Regions from separate parts of the Bicyclus anynana genome. Here region 2 is linked to region 1. Evidence: chromatin contacts called from public Hi-C data. All regions are on one chromosome and are shown on one strand. Each heading gives the region's core, a stretch centred on a gene start, on an enhancer-like site or on the middle of the called end of the contact. The rest is flanking DNA. Distances are from core to core; before and after follow the strand shown. Region 1 has its middle 53 kb from the start of LOC112055895. Region 2 has its middle 8.2 kb from the start of LOC112055895.

Evidence for each region. Hi-C and Micro-C count contacts between places; a contact is called where the count stands out from the background.
Region 2: a Hi-C map of whole larva shows a contact between it and region 1, with 7 times the contacts expected there. The contact joins two enhancer-like sites. A contact is called at or near these places in 2 of 2 Hi-C or Micro-C datasets (whole body and whole larva).

The regions. Positions count from the first base shown.
Region 1 is chr12:10,229,054-10,233,301 of ilBicAnyn1.1, reverse strand. No RefSeq gene overlaps it. Among protein-coding and RNA genes, the nearest start is that of LOC112055895, 53 kb to the left of the region's middle. Within about 2 kb of position 1,966, at least 8 of the 8 cell types and tissues checked have open chromatin away from gene starts, as enhancers often do.
Region 2 is chr12:10,273,788-10,278,035 of ilBicAnyn1.1, reverse strand. No RefSeq gene overlaps it. Among protein-coding and RNA genes, the nearest start is that of LOC112055895, 8.2 kb to the left of the region's middle. Within about 2 kb of position 2,020, at least 7 of the 8 cell types and tissues checked have open chromatin away from gene starts, as enhancers often do.

The sequences.
Region 1 (4,248 bases), core at 717-3,216:
AATTAAAGTACGCACTGTGTAAATCAATGGAAGATTTACACCTTGGCTTGGAAGAATATGTAAACAAAGTAAAAAACGGGCGAGACTATCGGATTCCTGAGATAATAGTTTTCAACAAAAGCACGTTTTATTAGATAATATTTTTAGCGATGTATAGCCTGTAATATAGCTTATCAACCGATAGTATATGTTTTTATTTATATATTTTAATCATATGTATAATTAAATGTGTAATATGTTGTGTGTAATGTCGCCCTTAAAAAGTGCACTTAGTTGACTTGTAAGATCTGGATCTCTAAACCCGGTCATTTTTTCCAATTTACAATAGACTTGAACATTGCTTAACGGACAAAATATCTACTATAGTGTTTATAAGGCACGCTTATTAACGCCATAACATTATTTTTAAAAGTTTAAAATAATTAGTTTAAAACATTATCCATTTAATTAATTAAAAGTAAACACATTAGAAGATTTCACTCAAAATGCAACTCTGTGGGTGGTATCAATTCGCTAAAAGCCTAACTAAAATTCGAAAATCCAAAAACATCTAAAATTACTAAAATAAGAGAAAACAAATTCGAAGCTAAAATAACACGCAGCGTTTACGGAGCTGACTATAAGATAAACATGATTGATCCAGAAATAACGGTCAAGGAATTTCGATTGCTACTGCTGTCTATTTACTACGAGATTTTGGAATTTTCAGTCTGAGATTTTAACACGTGATTTGCATTTTATTTATAAACAAATGTACCTACTTTCTATTGTGATAATGCAATGTTGAGCCTACATCAAGATTTCATCTTTCGTTCTGTAATAACTTTCTAGGATAGGATTATTCTAGATCATCTCTGTAAATTATTAAGCAATGGAACATTAAGGTTAAAATTGTGTAAACTAACTACCTGTTTAATAAAATTACTTTTGATGTATAATTATTATTTGTTTGTGCTACTCATCAACAGATGGCAGCACCTGTAATTTTATGGCAGTTTTGTAAAAATTGAATCGCTTATACTCTACACAGGGCTTTGATATAAATTGTATGTTCAAAAATATTTTGATTTATTTGATTGAATTAGTGGTAAATTAAATTAATACGTGAGCTCTTTATCAATGGTAGACCTAGGGTACTAATGGTAATTAAATAAGAATTAGAGTAGTCTAAGATATCAGTTAAGGCTAAAATCTAAAAAAAAAATAACAGAAAATAACTACCTATCTACTTAGGTAGTGATATTTGTGTTTTTTTTTAATATTCTGTGCGTGTTTGTACAAATTCTTTTTTTAAGACCAACGTAAAAAAAAATTCTCTCTCTCTATTTAAAAAAAAACTGAAAGATTGGATTAATTAATTTTGGATTAACTAGGTACCTACGGGTAGAGAAAATCGTTATACCTAATACAAAATTAGATACATAAATAGAGTACCTATCTTGTTTGATATTTAAAATATTATGTTAGTAACAATTTTAATCGGTCAACAACAACATAAAACAAATTTACCAAAAATAATAAAATGTTACAATGAATAATTAAAGCAAATTAAATTACTGTTATGATAGCTTATCTAAACATTTAAAGCCGAGCGAAACATTTGTCAAATACAAATGACGCGCGGTCGCTAATTTTCTGTTGCGTGTAAAATTGAAGAGTCACCTGGCTGCATACGTCAGTCAAACAGCGCGCGCTATTTTTATTTTGGTATTATTCTGTCTACTTACTACTGCCAACGCTCCACTTGCCGCTATAAAAAGCCAATATCAACTTTAACGTCGTTGAGATTGCCCGCATTATCTCATGATTATCGCGTGTCAAAACATCGCCACGCTCGCGATACTTCGCATGTAATCTGATAAACGATGTACGCTGCACGCTTCGCGCTTTTACTCTATCCCTCTCACACCTACGGTATATGTAGAGTGCTCTCCCATTCTGCGGGTCATCCATTTCATTCATGCGCGGTACACCTCGGCGGGCGCGCTGTTTACAGACACAAACAAACTGTACACTGCAAACCGCTTTGCTTGAAGTACGAGACTGTGAAAGTGATATAGTCAAGTGCTTCCGTCTCGCTCTAGAAGCCGAGCATCTAGTTCCCGCGGCACTCATAGATGGCGTTAGGCGTACCGATTTGTAGTTTGTGTCACAATAAATTTGGGCGCGACGTTGCCGTACTTCGCCACCCGATGCGGTGGCGGGTGCGCGTTTTGTAAGCGGCAATGTTATGTTTGTGTCTGTGGAGATGTTATGACGGGGGCACAGAGGTTAATTTGGGTTAAGCGGGGTGCAGGTATAAGTTGGCGCGTGTGTAAGCGTCACGTAACGTAAAGTGCGTGGTTCACACACGTACGCTATCTGTCAGTAGGCAGTAGCTAATGCGATGCGAGCGATGCGCTGCGGATCGGCGATCGCTTGCGGTGCCGCTTGTCCGCGCGGTTTATAGCATTTAATTCAATTTAGTAATTGATACGTTTGTCTGCTCACTTTGCCGCTTTGTAGTTCGCCTCTTGTGCAAACTTTGTGTAAATTATTTACTCGCTTTTTGGGACTTGATTCATGATTTTATTTACACTTATTAAATAAATTATTATTAAGTATTTAACTGTCTATATTTTTTATTATTTACCCATTAATTATAATAATTAGAATTAAATATCTAGGTGTGATATAGCATAGATAGCAAATATTTTACGTAAGACACCTCGAGTTAGTAACAATTAATTAAGGATCGACTACAATTAAGTATGAATAACTTGGAAAATTAATTATATAAAAGAATATCAATAACGTATTAAATTAGATTTTAAAAATTACTTAATTATTATTAGAATCTTTACGAGATTGAGATTCGTAATAAAGAGATACTTAAAAGAATTCCCAAGATGCGGGAAAAAGGCGACTCCGCACTAGAAAGCGTAGGGTTGGTAGGTATACCCCTACTAAGGCTCGCAAAGAGTCGCTGATTTATAAGACCATTGGGTCTGAAATTCCCTACAAACGACATATTATGTGTCGTTGTGGACATCCATCAGCTGATTTGATGATGACGATAGCGTAGGCAATTTTGCTTCAGATTTAATAACAAACTCTGAAACAAGTCTATTAAAAAAAATAATTAATCAAAACCAAATAAGAGCAAAATTGACAAACTGACATGTGCCTAAACATGGTAATTCACGCGCCGCATTCTTCGATACACCGCCGGAACCGTTGCGGCTTATACACTTATAAAACATATTCTCATTGCCTTAATACCCGTTTTATACACTCTGATAGCACTTACTAGGTACCTATTGTTTTAGATCCGTGTTGAGAGTGTTTTTCATTGCATAAGTATTTATCACGTTGTCATATTCCTTTATAAAAAAATGTGCAACTACCTTAGTATCAGTTTGACTGCAATCTCACCATACGATGCTCGCCAATTCTTATTAATTCACTATACCACAGAAAAGATATTACAACCAGTAGTTGGACTTCATACTAGAGGTCGAAACGCGAGCTATACCTACGCTCCTTGAACATGGGGTGATCGTAGGGTGAAGACCAGTGTTGCCAGAAGGTTACTTTTGTAACCTTTTAGGTGATTTTTTGACTGCATTGGTTACTTTTAGGTTACATTAATAAAAAGGTTACTTTTACGTGATATTGAGGAATTTTTAGAAATAACTTACAATTTCGTATACCTAAAACAGAAAGGTCGTTAAATCAAGAAATGCGGACAAGTGCTCAAGAACTCATTGATGTTTCTGTGTCAATTTAACTAACATTCTATTAACTTTTAATACCTTTCCAGTAAAAAATATGAATAGATTGTTAAACAAGGGGCTGAACAGACCCATAGTATAAGAGGTGTTTCCTTTTTGTTCAATCTTCAAAATAAGGTTACAATTCTCACTATAAATGAAGATGTCACAATTGACGTTGTGAAATAAGTAAGTTCCAGTAACATTGAATTTCTTAAAAAAATCAAGTATGAATTATTATTCACGTCAATTGTTTTTTTAAATTCTTGCTCTTTAATTTTATTTTTCTTATTCCATGAGGAAAAGGCAAACGATCAGGGTCTTACATAAGATAATTCTATTTAGGAGTAACATCTTCTTCGGTATAAAGTAATTTAGTACTTGTGTAGCGGCAAACTTGGCTAGTATTCGTAACTGACAGATATTAAAAAAAATACTTTAGCCCCTAGAGGCTGAAATGGTGGTTTAGCCATGCTGTGGAACGCAAAAAGCAAGA
Region 2 (4,248 bases), core at 771-3,270, 45 kb before region 1:
GATATAATATAGCCTATATTACTCGCTGGTGATGTAGTTGTGTTTTCATTGTTAAAGAATTTATAAAAATGATCCAGTATGATTAAAATTAAAGTAATAAAAAAAATATTATAGTACATTTTACAGGTATCTAAAGTTTCATTAAATATTAAGCTTTTACACATTCTGATGCTGAAAGAATTAGTACCATCTAGTAGAAATAATAAACAGTGTTTGATATGTATACCATTTGTGAGTTAGTGTAGCTATTCAACGCTAGATGACGCCATTATTATATTTTTAACTAATTCGTTAAAGTATCACTGTGAAATACGACAGAAAAGCAAATAAATCACTAAAATATTTAAAATTTAAAATAATTATTGTCAAATAAAGGTTTCAAGTACTTACTAAAATAAAATCTTTCGTATTACTTTCATTAGGTATATCTATTCGCTACAAGATGGCACTATGATCATTAAATAATAGTACCGAAAAAACACGTTATACATAAGTAATTAAAATAATGTACATAATATAAATACATACAAGTACATAATATAAATTTAATGTTTATAAATTGATTATATAACACCGAAAAAAACTTAATTGAAAAAGTTTACTAACGCCATCTATATGTGTGTTCAGATAATGCTCTTTTCTAATGGTTTGTAACAAATTAAAAAAATACCCAATTACAATTATTACTGTTGCTTACGACGACATGTTAAAACAACGAATGACAATAAAGATCGGGAATATAAAAATGCAATGTAGGATTCTTTGGGAGGAAACAGAATAAAAATCAGTTAATGACAAAAAGCGAGTTTTGCCGTACGCGCTCCTGGCGACATGTTACCATAAATCAGAAGGGGGTTGCCCCACCCTCTAAGGGGTAAGCATGATCTTTTTCCAAGATCCTACATTTTTATAAGAAGCATCCGCACGCTCCTTTCTACTTCACAACACAGAATAAGGGGCGCAATAACATTTTATAACGTTTGCTTTTGACTTGGAAGTGATAAAATATTCACTTACTTAACATTTTAAACCTGTCTGTCTGTCTTTGGTATTTCTATTAACTAAATGTTAAGTTGTTACCGTATATTATACTTATCTAAGTATTGTGTGGATTGCTTAGTTAACTGATTTAAGGACTAAGTAATTTTTTGTGCAAAGAATCAACCTGGCTGTCCAGCGCGCAAAAGTTTTTGCCACCATTCCACGTGGGCATTATTTGTATAATTACTAGGATAAGTTAGCTTAAGTTCCTAATTTTAGTTTAACTTTATATTTTGCTAGAGGACGCTCTCGCGTCCGCGTAAAATTCAGTTTTTGAAAATTCCCGCGCGTTACTCTCAGCGGATGGGAGCGAGACCGAAAACGAGGCCTGTAGCCTAAGAAAAAGAATTATATCTCCCTCCACACCTGTAGCCATGTGGCACGTCGATCTCTTACTACGATCGCAAACGCTTCAAAAATTTAAAATGTATCGGAATGACATTTGTTATCAGCAGGTCACGTGATCAAATTATTATAGGATCTGTTAATCCCCTACATATTTTTATTTTTCGAAGCGTTAGCGTTTGTAGAAAGAGATTTGAAGTGCCACATGGCTACAGGCCTAGTTTAACTCATTCCAGATACTCGACGCAAGCCCAGGGTCTCTCACGCGCCGAAAGACTTGACGGCTCATTCCTCTTCGTCTTTTTTCGGTCATACTCAACTAATACCGAAGCCAGACACTGCCCGAATGGTGTGGGAAGTAGCGAGGAAAGTAAGCAAGGAAGTTGTGGGGCCACTATACTCATCCGGCCGCGAATATTCGTGGATATATTTCCTCGAGTAAAGCAGTATGTGGCCAGTGTCGCCAATACTATATGACGATGAGATATCCTCGTGAAGAGATATAAACAAAATTCAACCAATGGCGGCGTAACCAGAAATACCGCTGTCTCTTTCATTGCGTCGGTACGAAAGAGATGGTACTGGGGCAACTCCGACGCCATTGGACGAAATTTCTCTTCAATGGTCGCATGTTAGCACCACAGGTAGGGCGACATAGCGACAACTCGCGGCAGCGCATAGTAGAGCATAGCATAGTGTGGCGGCTAGGTAATTGTTCAGTATTTTTCAAACTGACTTTTGTTTAATGCTAACTTCGTTTTCGAACGATGATTTTGCCGTCTTTTGTCTCTTTCCCTCTCTCTCTCCCAAAAATGGTTGAGTAAACAAGACGTATAAAAAATGCGCAATAAAACAATCTATCCTATTAAAAGGAAAGTGAAATTTCCATCATTAGTGGTCCTTCGAGCCGGATTTGATCCAGCGACTTATGGATGATTGTTTCAAAATTAAAATAATAACTTCTACACACTGAGAAAGAGGTCATGGTTGCATTTACCGCGCATTCTTACTCACTCCTACACATTACAGGAAAGAGGAATATTCATCTTTATCAACATCAACAAACCATATTCGGCTCACTGTTGAGCACGAGACTCCTCTAAGAATGAGAGGGGTTAGGCTAATAGTCCACCACGCTGGCCCAATGAAGGTTGGCATAAAGGAATATTGGTCATAATTTATACTTTTAATACAAGTAAAGGTGAATTCGACCTCGCACTTGCGAGTTATACAAAACATCGTTAGAGAATAGCCGTGCTGCTGCCGTATATGTGGAAACCAGGCGAAGTGGCGCCGTAACGCGTTACGTTACGAAGCGTACTCTCAGTTTAGAAGTTATTACTTTAGCGGTAGTACTTCCCCAGCTCTCTGATACATAGCTCTACCTACTTAATATAATATAAGATGTAACATTCTTCGTACGTCATTCGCAAGGTTGATGTTGCTTTAAATTTTCGCGCCAAAAACGCTCTCTTTCAAACCTTGTACTTGTATGTACATCTAAAATTGTACAATAAATATATTTTAATCCTAAACTACCACAGAATTCATTAAAATTGTATTAAATTGATAGAATAAATCAAAATTATTTTAAATTTGAAATTTACGCGGTAAAACGCCAACGCCGGTAGTAATTTTATGATTAAATAATAATTATAAAATTATTGACCAAATATAACAATAAACACCATAGTATGTAGTAAACCATATTATGTGATAATTGTCGAAGTATGCGCGAATACTTTCAAACTCATACGGGGTACTTCGTCATTAGCTTGTTCTCACAACGCAACGTGAGCTAAACTGCGGACCGCACACAGTATGCTTTGTGAGGGGGCTCGTATGGGTCAGTAACTACTAGACACTACTAGAGCAGGGTATACTTACTCCGACAATAATCACGTAAGTTTCAGCCGTGTTTTATATTATAATACACTTACACTAAATATATTATAATTTATAATTCTGTTATTTGTTAACTACGGTTGTTCTGTGTGGTGAATGAGCGGGGTACCCAATAATACGGGTTATCCACCTAGTACAGGGGCCCTTGCTACTTGTAAGACTTAGTTCACGAATAAAGATTTTTTTCATTTTTCATTTTTTATTTTTCATAGGCTCAGAGTCACACAGTGGGCGATGGAACGAGCAATGCCTGGAATATCTCTGCGTTATTGAATCAGAAATGAGGAAATACGCAGAAAAACTATAGTCACTGACATAGCTCATCGAGTCGCGAAGCTAAAGTAGCAATGGGCGGGGCACATGGTTCGAAGAGCGAAGAGCACAAGAAAGCGCAGTTTTGGTCGACCCCCACCAGGTGGAGTGACGACATCAAGCGAGTCGTAGGGATTCGCTGGATGCAGGATCAGGAATCAAGATAGTGATGTTTGGAAGTCTCTAAAAAAGGCAGTGTCTTGCAGTTGACGGCTGATATAATGATGATGATGATGATAAAAATAATTTTTATGAATTCCATTAAGTATTTAAAATATTTATTTTGCACTGTTACAAATACTGTGTAAGAATCTGTAACTGTGCAAAATGAATATTTTTATTTTGCACTGTTCAGACAACATTGACGTCAGACACACAGTCTGATGTCCAATCCGATGAAAGTAAAATTTCCATTTTTGTACGACATCAAATTAAAAATTTGTATTTTTCATCTCTTCCCGCCTTTTCGCGCCCAACTTTTTCAATATGTCGCCGGTAAGAGCCACGCTCTGCCACCATTAACCACCGACACTTCACCGTTGCTATAAACTCACAAATCATGAAACGTGCCCGCCTGGGCTACAAGTTAAAAACAACTTAATTACCAACACGACAAGGTTCATTATTGTTATTTTTTAAAACTCG